Linked DNA regions of Danio rerio: regions 2 and 3 are each linked to region 1. The links are chromatin contacts, called in public HiCAR-type maps. All regions are on one chromosome and are shown on one strand. The core of a region is the stretch at or near the end of the contact, and the rest is flanking DNA. Distances in the headings are between cores, read along the strand shown. Region 1 holds the start of ephb2b (eph receptor B2b). Region 2 overlaps ephb2b (eph receptor B2b). Region 3 holds the start of lrrc38b (leucine rich repeat containing 38b).

Region 1 (3,191 bases), core at 12-2,511:
CCATGATCCTGCTATATTCGCATTACAAGTAATAATCTCCATTTCTTGCCAATAAACTATTTTCCTTGGAATAAGCAATTGGAAAGTAATATTATTCATTCAAGGTTTCAAGGTTCGTTATTTTTGCACTCTGGAGCTGAAAAGAAAGGATTTGAATTATAGTGACAATTTAAATTCGTGCAAAAATATTAAACAAAGATGAAAGGCTGCTATCATACTAAATATTTGTATGTTTTTATGCTCATCTGTGGGTCAGATTTTTTTTTTTTTATTAATTTGTTGTGAACTAGCGTACTATTTGTAATACAAATATAAGTAAGGCTAATAGCTGTAGGGGACAGAATAGCTTTGCTTATACAATAGAATAGCTTTGCTTATATTTGCTTTACACGAGCTGTTACAGGCACATGCACAAATTCATTCAAAATATTGTTAGTCCTTGGACGCATTGTTAAAATTGCAAATGAGGCCTAGTGAGTGTCACAGCTGCCACAGACATTGAATCTCATTCTGCTCTCATTGATTTAACTTCAGTGTGTACAAATAAAACATCTGTGTCTCTAAACTAAGTTACATACAATGAGAGACAAAAGCATAGCATTATTATTCTTCATTTAAAAATACTTTTATTTACTTATAGGATATGTTTCATATATTATTTAAAGCAATGCAATAAATACGTTAGAAATCATTATACAATATGAAAATACTCACTTTTATGCGCTTGTTGACGTTAGTTTTGTTTTCTCGCTCACGGCAATTTTAAAAACCTTCTTACCTTTACTTTTTTTGAAGAAGGTGGGAGACCGAAAAAAACGAGCCGACATACAATTCCATGATTACAAGAACTACTATAACAAACATATTTTCCATAACTGTACACATTTCATCTACGAGTCTTAATTCACACCTCCATGCTTTTCCAATAGTACCAATTTTTCACTCGAGCATCCGCAGATAAGGCTGAATAGTTACGCTCTAGCTTTGATTGACAGGTGGGACAGAAGAAATGTGCGCTTTCGGGTTGGTTGTCCGAACCTTTTTATTGTATATACGACGGAAATCTGCTCGGGTCAATTTTAATCAACGAAATTATCTTTACTGTGTTTATTCTTGTTGGTAATAGGACGTTTCTCATGCACATTCTTCCTCTGGTGGATCTCACGCGGTGCTCCCAACCACCACCCTCCCCTCGTCTGACTCATTTGGTCTCGTCCATACTCGCTCAGGATTTTAGTTGTGTGTTTATGGCATCGTATTCATTCAACGGAAGGTGAAAGTCTGCCGGTCTGCGCCAGCGTCTGATATCAATGGCTTTCAGGGCTCATTTTATTTGAATGTCTGGACTTCATATAATTTCATCCTTAAGAAACCAATGATGGATATCCTATGGATTTTATGGACACTACCATCAGTCCTGGCTATTGAAGGTAAGATGTTTCTTCCCCGTGTTTTGCGAGTCCAGCATCTTGCCGACAGCCTGAGAGTTTACCGTCACGGCACGTTAGTTTTGAACGGCATCCAAGAAATAAGATACGAAACCATTTTTTTGCTTATTAACGAATGTGGCTTGATACTGGGGCAAATGTGACATTTTTCTACGTTGACAGGGACGTGTTCTTTTGATAGGGCTTGCTCTGTCAGGCACAATATATAGTAAATTCATCACAGGTGGCGTAGGAAACGCATTTTAGTGACCAGCATTAGTTTATTCATAACATGTGCTGTATAAAAAATACATTTGTCGACTTTTATTGTGAAATAGAAGCATTAAAACTGTTATTTTGTCCCCACGCGCGTATACGTGTGCGAGCGCGAGCCGTGCACGAGATTCGCGCCCCTTTATTCGTACAATCATTTCAGAGGTGGACTAATAAACTCCAAGGACCTTCATATGTATATTAACATTATTTATTTTACTCCATCAATATTATTTACCCCGTAACAGATTCGCGTGTTGTTTTCAGCTTGTGTGTAGCCGGTTTCCCAGTAGAAATGGTGATGCTGGACTCAGCATGTTGGACAATGAAACAGGTTCCCAGTGAGCACACAATTGCAAAACAACCAAATACAGTCCTTTATTCTCATTTACTGACCACGCTTTCAGTCCCCGGCAGTTTGAAATATCTGTGTCCAGTGAATTATGCTCAATGAATTTTAAGTAGGCATTGCTGGTATTACAGGATCCTCTTGTGGCTTTAGTTCTCAAGTTTAATGATACTTGAGTTTATTGTCATGTAATGGATGACTATAGGCATACTCAATTATGTACTTTTAGGCTGGATTTTTTAAAGGATGAAATTATATTTATTTATTTATTTATTTGATAAACGGTTTTATAATATTTAATATGGTCAAAACGCAATGTAACTGACAGCTGTAATGTAGTTAAAAACAATTAAATAATAATAATAAAAGCAACAAGTTTGTGTACTGAGGAACTACTGTATTTGAATTAAATTAGGGGCTTATTCGACAGTACTGCATGACAGTTTTTGTTGCTAATAAATATTTTGTGAAAGAACAAAACAACTTAACTTCTTCAGAAAGTAATTTTAAAAACTTATAATAACATGACTGGCTTTTCAATTTCAGATAGTTCTAGACTATTAATTTGACTAATCATGTAACTTTAATAAAGGGCAAATGTTTATTTAATTATTTCGTCAGACTTGCCTAAAATGTTAAAGAATTCTCAGTGCCAAATTTAATTTAAATTAAAATGTGCACAGACATTTAATAATAATTAACATGTACAGTAATTATAATTCAAAAATTAGAGGACGCCTGAGCGTTTAATAAAGGAACTGAAGTAATTAAAATTATTTTTTTCTGATTGCTTTTAGAGGCCCTGTGGTTCTCAAAGGTTGTTTGACCCTTTTCTTTTTGTTATTTAAATGTTGCCTTTAGTTCTGTCTTTGCAGTACAGAAAAAATAAAGTAAATAAAAAGTAAAAAATAGTATAAATAATACTTGCTAACAATGCTCTCTACTGGAAAAAAAATGTTTTCTTTTTTAATAAGTTGATAGTAGTTATATTTTACATTCATAATAACTATAGTGTGTAAGAGTATGTATGCATATATATATATATATATATATATATATATATATATATATATATATATATATATATATATATATATATATAATAAACACACACATTTTTATAAATATTTTATTATAAATAA
Region 2 (2,843 bases), core at 16-2,515, 210 kb after region 1:
TTTAGAGTGAAGGATGTTCTCACATAAAAACGCATACCAGTGGTGGTGCCAGCAGCCATCTTTACCTGTCTGTCCAGCACACATCCTCTCAATATTTAATGGCGTCTCAGTGTCACTGCTGCACTGTGAGACTAAGGTCTTGAATCCCTCGTCTTCCTCAGAATAACACCGCTTTCTCCTTCACCCTCCTAGGACAATCTTTGTCACCGAAAACTGCAGGATCCACACACACACACACACACACACACACACACGCATACACACACACACACACACACACACACACACAAATAAATTCATGGCAGTAGCAATATTTAGAGGTACGACCCACAAGTTATGGCATGCTTTAAATCTGCCTAAAAGTTCAGGATTAACAGAGCTTTGAATGAAATCCAGTGCTGAAGGGATATCCTGTATCCCTGATCCCCGACTTCTTTTCCTTCCAGTGAAATGTGTTATATCAGAAAAATAAAAAGAGGTTTTTCTCTCGCTGTTTGGCACCGACTTTCTGGTACTTTGCATCGAGAGATCCGAAGGAACATTAGCAGCCAATGAGCCTTTCTGTTTTAAGATATTGATACGTTGAAAGATTCTGACACGCTTGACATTTGCTACACATTAAAGCTGTATTTATATTGGACTATTTCATCTGATTCATCTAATGTAATTCACTTTTTTTCCCACCGTTCAAGTTTGTTTCTCAGTAGGGGACTAATTACTTCATACGCCTCTGTCTCTCATTTGTCGTTTAACAGAACACTTCGTAGACCACAGACAAATGAGACGTGGCCTTGAGAGTGTGAAAGAATGTCACGCTGAGTGATTTAAGCACTTCTGTTATTTTTTTCACATGGATTACCACCTTAAATGCAAGCTTTCTACCACAACACAGTGCTGGGAAAGATGGCACATAGGAATTTCTATTTCTTGTGAAAATGACCAATAAGCTGCCGTTATGTGGACATGCGAACTGCAAATGTTCTTTCTGGCGAGCAAAAACGTGACCGTGCACCATTTAAAGCTTTTTGTTGAAAGCTGGGTGACAGCAAGCTGTGAACAGCATATGCTCGCAGCTACCGCCGAAGCATAATACCAATGCAAAACCGTTATTATGATGATTATGTGTGACTGTGAACGTAAATACAAGCTGGCTCTGGCTCCCTCTCATTGGTCCATATTTCTGCCTGCATCCTCCAAATATGGTGGGAAGTTGTTGGGAGAGAAAATGGCTCCCCGAGCAGAGCTGTAGTGGCTGTAGGGCCGCAGCTCCCTCTGCTGTTAGGAAGGCAGTAGTGTGTTCTTCCGCATGTCTCTCAGCCCTGCTTTTCATTACAGGGCAGCAGACCTCTCTCTCTCTCTCTCTCTCTCTCTCTCTCTCTCTCTTGCCCAAATAGAGCACTGCCCACCTGGACCACTGTGATGGAGATGGGAGGTCCTGTTTCGCTGTATAAAATGTACATTTGACTGTAACCCTGTGAATGATGTAACAATTTCATTATTTGTAATATTGTTATTGGTTTATTTTCTAAAAATGAGAAAAAAAAGCCCAACTTGACTCTCCTCATTAAAAAATGAAATGAGATCTGTTATACAATGTCCTGTTTTGTGTGTGTGTGTGTGTGTGTGTGTGTGTGTGTGTGTGTGTGTGTGTGTGTGTGTGTGTGTGTGTGTGTGTGTGTGTGCGCGCACACAATTAGGATCACATTTTAGCTTTCCGTCTATTGATTTTAAAACATTTACATGAAACTAGTAAGCTAAAAACTGCAAGTAAGCTAAAATAAAATTAACTGAGCTAGTTTTTTATAGCAAGCTTTCTTCTGTAGGTTTGATATTTTAATTTTGTTTGTTGACAAAATGGATAATTGACAGCGTTCGATGCATTATTTTAATTGCCACTTGCACATTTCTCTCGTCCCATTAACCCCAAAAACAACTACCTCAACCCCCAAAAACAACTGAATAAAAAGTAACAATGTACAATGAATCTAACGTAAAAAAAAAAAAAAAAAATAGTAATAGTTTATTTATTTATTTGTTGTTTGTTTAACAGGGACAACACATTTGAGATTGTTATACAAAGACAACCAATGCCACGTACAGGGCTTATAGCATAAGGATAATTTGCATCCCTCGTCCCTGGTTAGGCTTTGAATAAAAAACTTAAATTAAATTAAAAACAAGTCAACAAATAAAAACAGTACAACAAGCACATAACAGTAAAAACAGGGCCACAAATAGAAAATGTAATTCAATCTGCATACTAAAGAGAAATGTAACCTGACCAAGCTGTTTGAATAATATGTAATGTTCACATTGCTGTAAAGATTTCAACCATTCTTTCAGCTTTACAGAAAAAAAACAGAATTTTGTTTGTAACTTTAAAACAACAGGCATGGCAATCCATAGATGTGAACCTTTCACTGAAACGGATGACTGACCCACAGTGGTTCTGCATCTGTGGATTCTACAGTTCCCATTTATTGCCCCTCTAGTCTTTTTCCCATCACTGCTGAACTTATGTATGAACTCACAGACTATCCTAGGGACAAGACTACGTATACACTTAAACACATTTTTTAAAACTTTAAAAAATATTTAAAAAGCATCAGAATTTTACAAGTTATATATATTTTTAAAGAATTTTACATTGATTTTGCCACTTTATTGGTTTCTGATCCATTATTTTTGAAGTTTGTTTGTAATGTCACAGGTGAAGCTTTGAATTACAAAATGTCAGCCAACAGCATTTGTAAACATTGATTTACACTAACAAAACAATTAAGAAATAATTAATAATAAATATGAATTAAAATAATATACGACTAAATGTAATATTTGTAATA
Region 3 (2,842 bases), core at 249-2,748, 230 kb after region 1:
ACCACCAACAAGCGAATACAGCTAAAACAAGTGCTTTAAATGTGGTATTTAAGGCGAATAACTGCAAAAAGGCCCACTTTTTGAGAAAAAAAGACCCAGCCCTTTCACCAGGCTGGCTATGGGCCTTAAAACATTTTTTAAATGAGGAAAATAAATACTCATGAATTATGGATGTGACCAAAAAAGTATGTGAGTTTGCAGCATACAACATACTTTGTAGAAATTCTGTGAATTAAACTGCACAACCCACAAAAATAATGCTAATCGCAAGTTCGAAATGCTAATCGAGTTGGCTCACTGCAGAACAAACATGATTGATTTGACATGTTTGCATTTATGAGGGAAAATCTTCGTTATGGATGTGACATCTCTCTGTTCTAGATGTGACAAATGTGCAATTGGCACTTGTGTGACTTTGGTAAATCAAATATAATTGTTTGAAAACAACGGCAGATACATTTGTTACATATTTTTTTCTAGTAGGCTACTGAAAAATACAAACCCATGCAAAAAAAAACTAGAAAGGGTTTCACTATTTTGGTGAAAACTTTATTTTTTTCATGGAATTGTTAGCATTGGCGTGGAATTGCTCATATAAATAATAATAATAATAAAATAATAATAATAATAATAATGAGCAATTCCAGCGTTATGGATGTGATATTTGCAGTGAAAACTCAAAACATAAATTCGCATAAAAGCATGGCGACTTACATTGAAAATTTTGTTTATATTTTCCAGAAAAACTCACCACAGTTAAGAGACCAGAAAAATATTTTTCTGTAAACATGCTTTGTAATGTGGAAAATAAGCATGCGTTATGTGACAGAAAAGTCAACGAGATTACAGTATACATACTTTGTAGAAATTCTGTGAATTAAACTGCACAACCCAAACAATGCTAAAGGATACAAGTTGGCTCTCTATTAAGCTAAAATGATTGGTTTTATTTTATTTAATATTTTCACATTTCTAAATTTTAAAAAAGTGACGTTATGGATGTGACATCTGCGTTATGGATGTGACAGATGTAAAATTGCCACTTGTGTGACTTGGTAAATCAAATATAGTTTGAAAACATTGCCAAATGCATTTTGAGTATTTCTATTGTAAAATACCTGCTTACACAAAAAAAAAAAAAAAAAAAAACAGAAACTGTTTCCGTATTTTTGTGAAAAAAAAAATTCATAGCAAGGATGACATTTGCACGGAATTGCTCTAATAATAAAACGATGAATACATTTAAGGCTATGTGACAACCCTTAACCCGCATCTAATTTAATTGCACTATGGCGGTATGAAAATAATTTTTTAATAAGTTACAGGACACAGAAACACTCAGCACACTTCAGAGAACACATTTGTCCACGCTCGACATGCTTGTATATGTGACCTGCTGCGACTGACCTATTTAACTCCGTGAACTGCAGAATGACTGAACGATATTCTCCTCTAGAGGCGAACGCGTCACGTCTGACCTGCTGGGTTTGACCTACTTAACACTGTGAACTCTGGGGCGTCGGGAACTTCAACATGCGCACACTCGCCGAACAAAAAATCCAAACAAAGCGACTGACTCGTGCGGTCTTTGACGCGTTTCTGATGTTCTCACAGCACAAGTGCCCTGCAGCTTCATTACAGACTTCTCTAACACCAAACTGTTTTCGTTATGCCATCTGTCTCTCTGAAAAAGAAAAAGAAACCGAGAGCAAAAACGTGACATGACAAAAGGACTCTGTCGCCATCTTGTGATGATTTGTGAGTAAGTTACATCTGGGCTGATTAAAAGAGCGCGACGGGTTTATTTGCGTTCTGTTTGTGAATATTTGTTTGTTACGTATATATTTTTAATATGTGATTTCTAATCTAAGCTTGACGCGTCGTGCTAACCATCAACACTCAAAACATTTTATTGGCCTACTTGAATAAAATGAATTGGAAACCGTATATTGAGCAGCAGCGCCATCTGTTGGTCAAAATAAACCACACACTATCAGATAGCATGTAGGCTCTTTTGCTAAGCCTTCAACATTCATTCATTTTCTTTTTGGCTTAGTCCCTTTATTAATCAGGGGTCACCACCGCGGAATGAACCACCAAATTATCCAGCATTTGTTTTATGCAGTGGATGCCCTTCCAGCTGCAATCCATCACTGGGAAACATCTATACACACTCATCCACATACACACAGTACGGCCAATTTAGCTTACCCAATTCACCTGAACCATATGTCTTTGGACTTGTGTGGGAAACCGGAGCACCCAGAAGAAACCCACACAAACACGGGGTGAAACAGAAATGCCAACTGAACCAGCCAAGGCTCAAACCAGCGGCCTTTTTGCTGTGAGGCAATCGTGTTACCCACTGCACCACCGTGACGCCTGGGGCACAACATTATTTATATTATTTTATTTGGCTGGACAGGTAAAATATAGACTGTTTTGAAATCTCTCTGTTATAATGCTTGACAGATTTAAAGAGAGAGAAACAAAGATGGACAAATTGATTCTTTTATTTTTCTGTTTAGTTCAGTAAAGCAGCTATAAAAGTGACTGAAGTATATTTTAAAATGAAAACCCAAAGTTTTTATAGCATGCATATGCATAGTAAGCATCATGCTTAAAAATAAATATCAAATAATGTGCATGTAAGTATTTTCATGTATCATTCATTCTTTTTCTTTTCAGCTTAGTCCCTTTATTAATCAGGGGTTGCCACAGCAGAATGAACTGCCAACTTATCCAGCATATGTTTTACACAGCGAATGCCCTTCCAGCCGCAACCCAACACTGGGAAACACCCATACACTCTTACATTTACACACGCACACCAGCCGCAAAC

The links. HiCAR-type assays count read pairs that join an accessible place to other places.
Region 2: a HiCAR-type map of caudal fin shows a contact between it and region 1, with 10 times the contacts expected there. The contact joins the enhancer-like site here to the promoter of ephb2b in region 1. A contact is called at or near these places in 8 of 18 Hi-C or Micro-C datasets (caudal fin, embryo, hematopoietic stem cells and 2 more) and 2 of 4 datasets of contacts at active chromatin or transcription factors (caudal fin and embryo).
Region 3: a contact with region 1 is called in a HiCAR-type map of caudal fin, with 6 times the contacts expected there. The contact joins the promoter of lrrc38b here to the promoter of ephb2b in region 1. A contact is called at or near these places in 1 of 18 Hi-C or Micro-C datasets (caudal fin) and 2 of 4 datasets of contacts at active chromatin or transcription factors (caudal fin and embryo).

The regions. Positions count from the first base shown.
Region 1 is chr11:30,318,115-30,321,305 of GRCz12tu, forward strand. It overlaps ephb2b (eph receptor B2b), which reads left to right and starts at 1,262. Exons shown (of 17, transcript NM_001327743.1): 1 at 1,262-1,430. The coding sequence starts at 1,376.
Region 2 is chr11:30,524,641-30,527,483 of GRCz12tu, forward strand. It overlaps ephb2b (eph receptor B2b), which reads left to right. Exons shown (of 17, transcript NM_001327743.1): 16 at 1-226; 17 at 259-1,589. Among named protein-coding and RNA genes, the nearest start is that of lrrc38b, 19 kb to the right of the region's middle. Within about 2 kb of position 1,266, at least 4 of the 62 cell types and tissues checked have an H3K27ac peak or open chromatin away from gene starts, as enhancers often do.
Region 3 is chr11:30,543,141-30,545,982 of GRCz12tu, forward strand. It overlaps lrrc38b (leucine rich repeat containing 38b), which reads left to right and starts at 1,499. Exons shown (of 7, transcript XM_073916822.1): 1 at 1,499-1,762.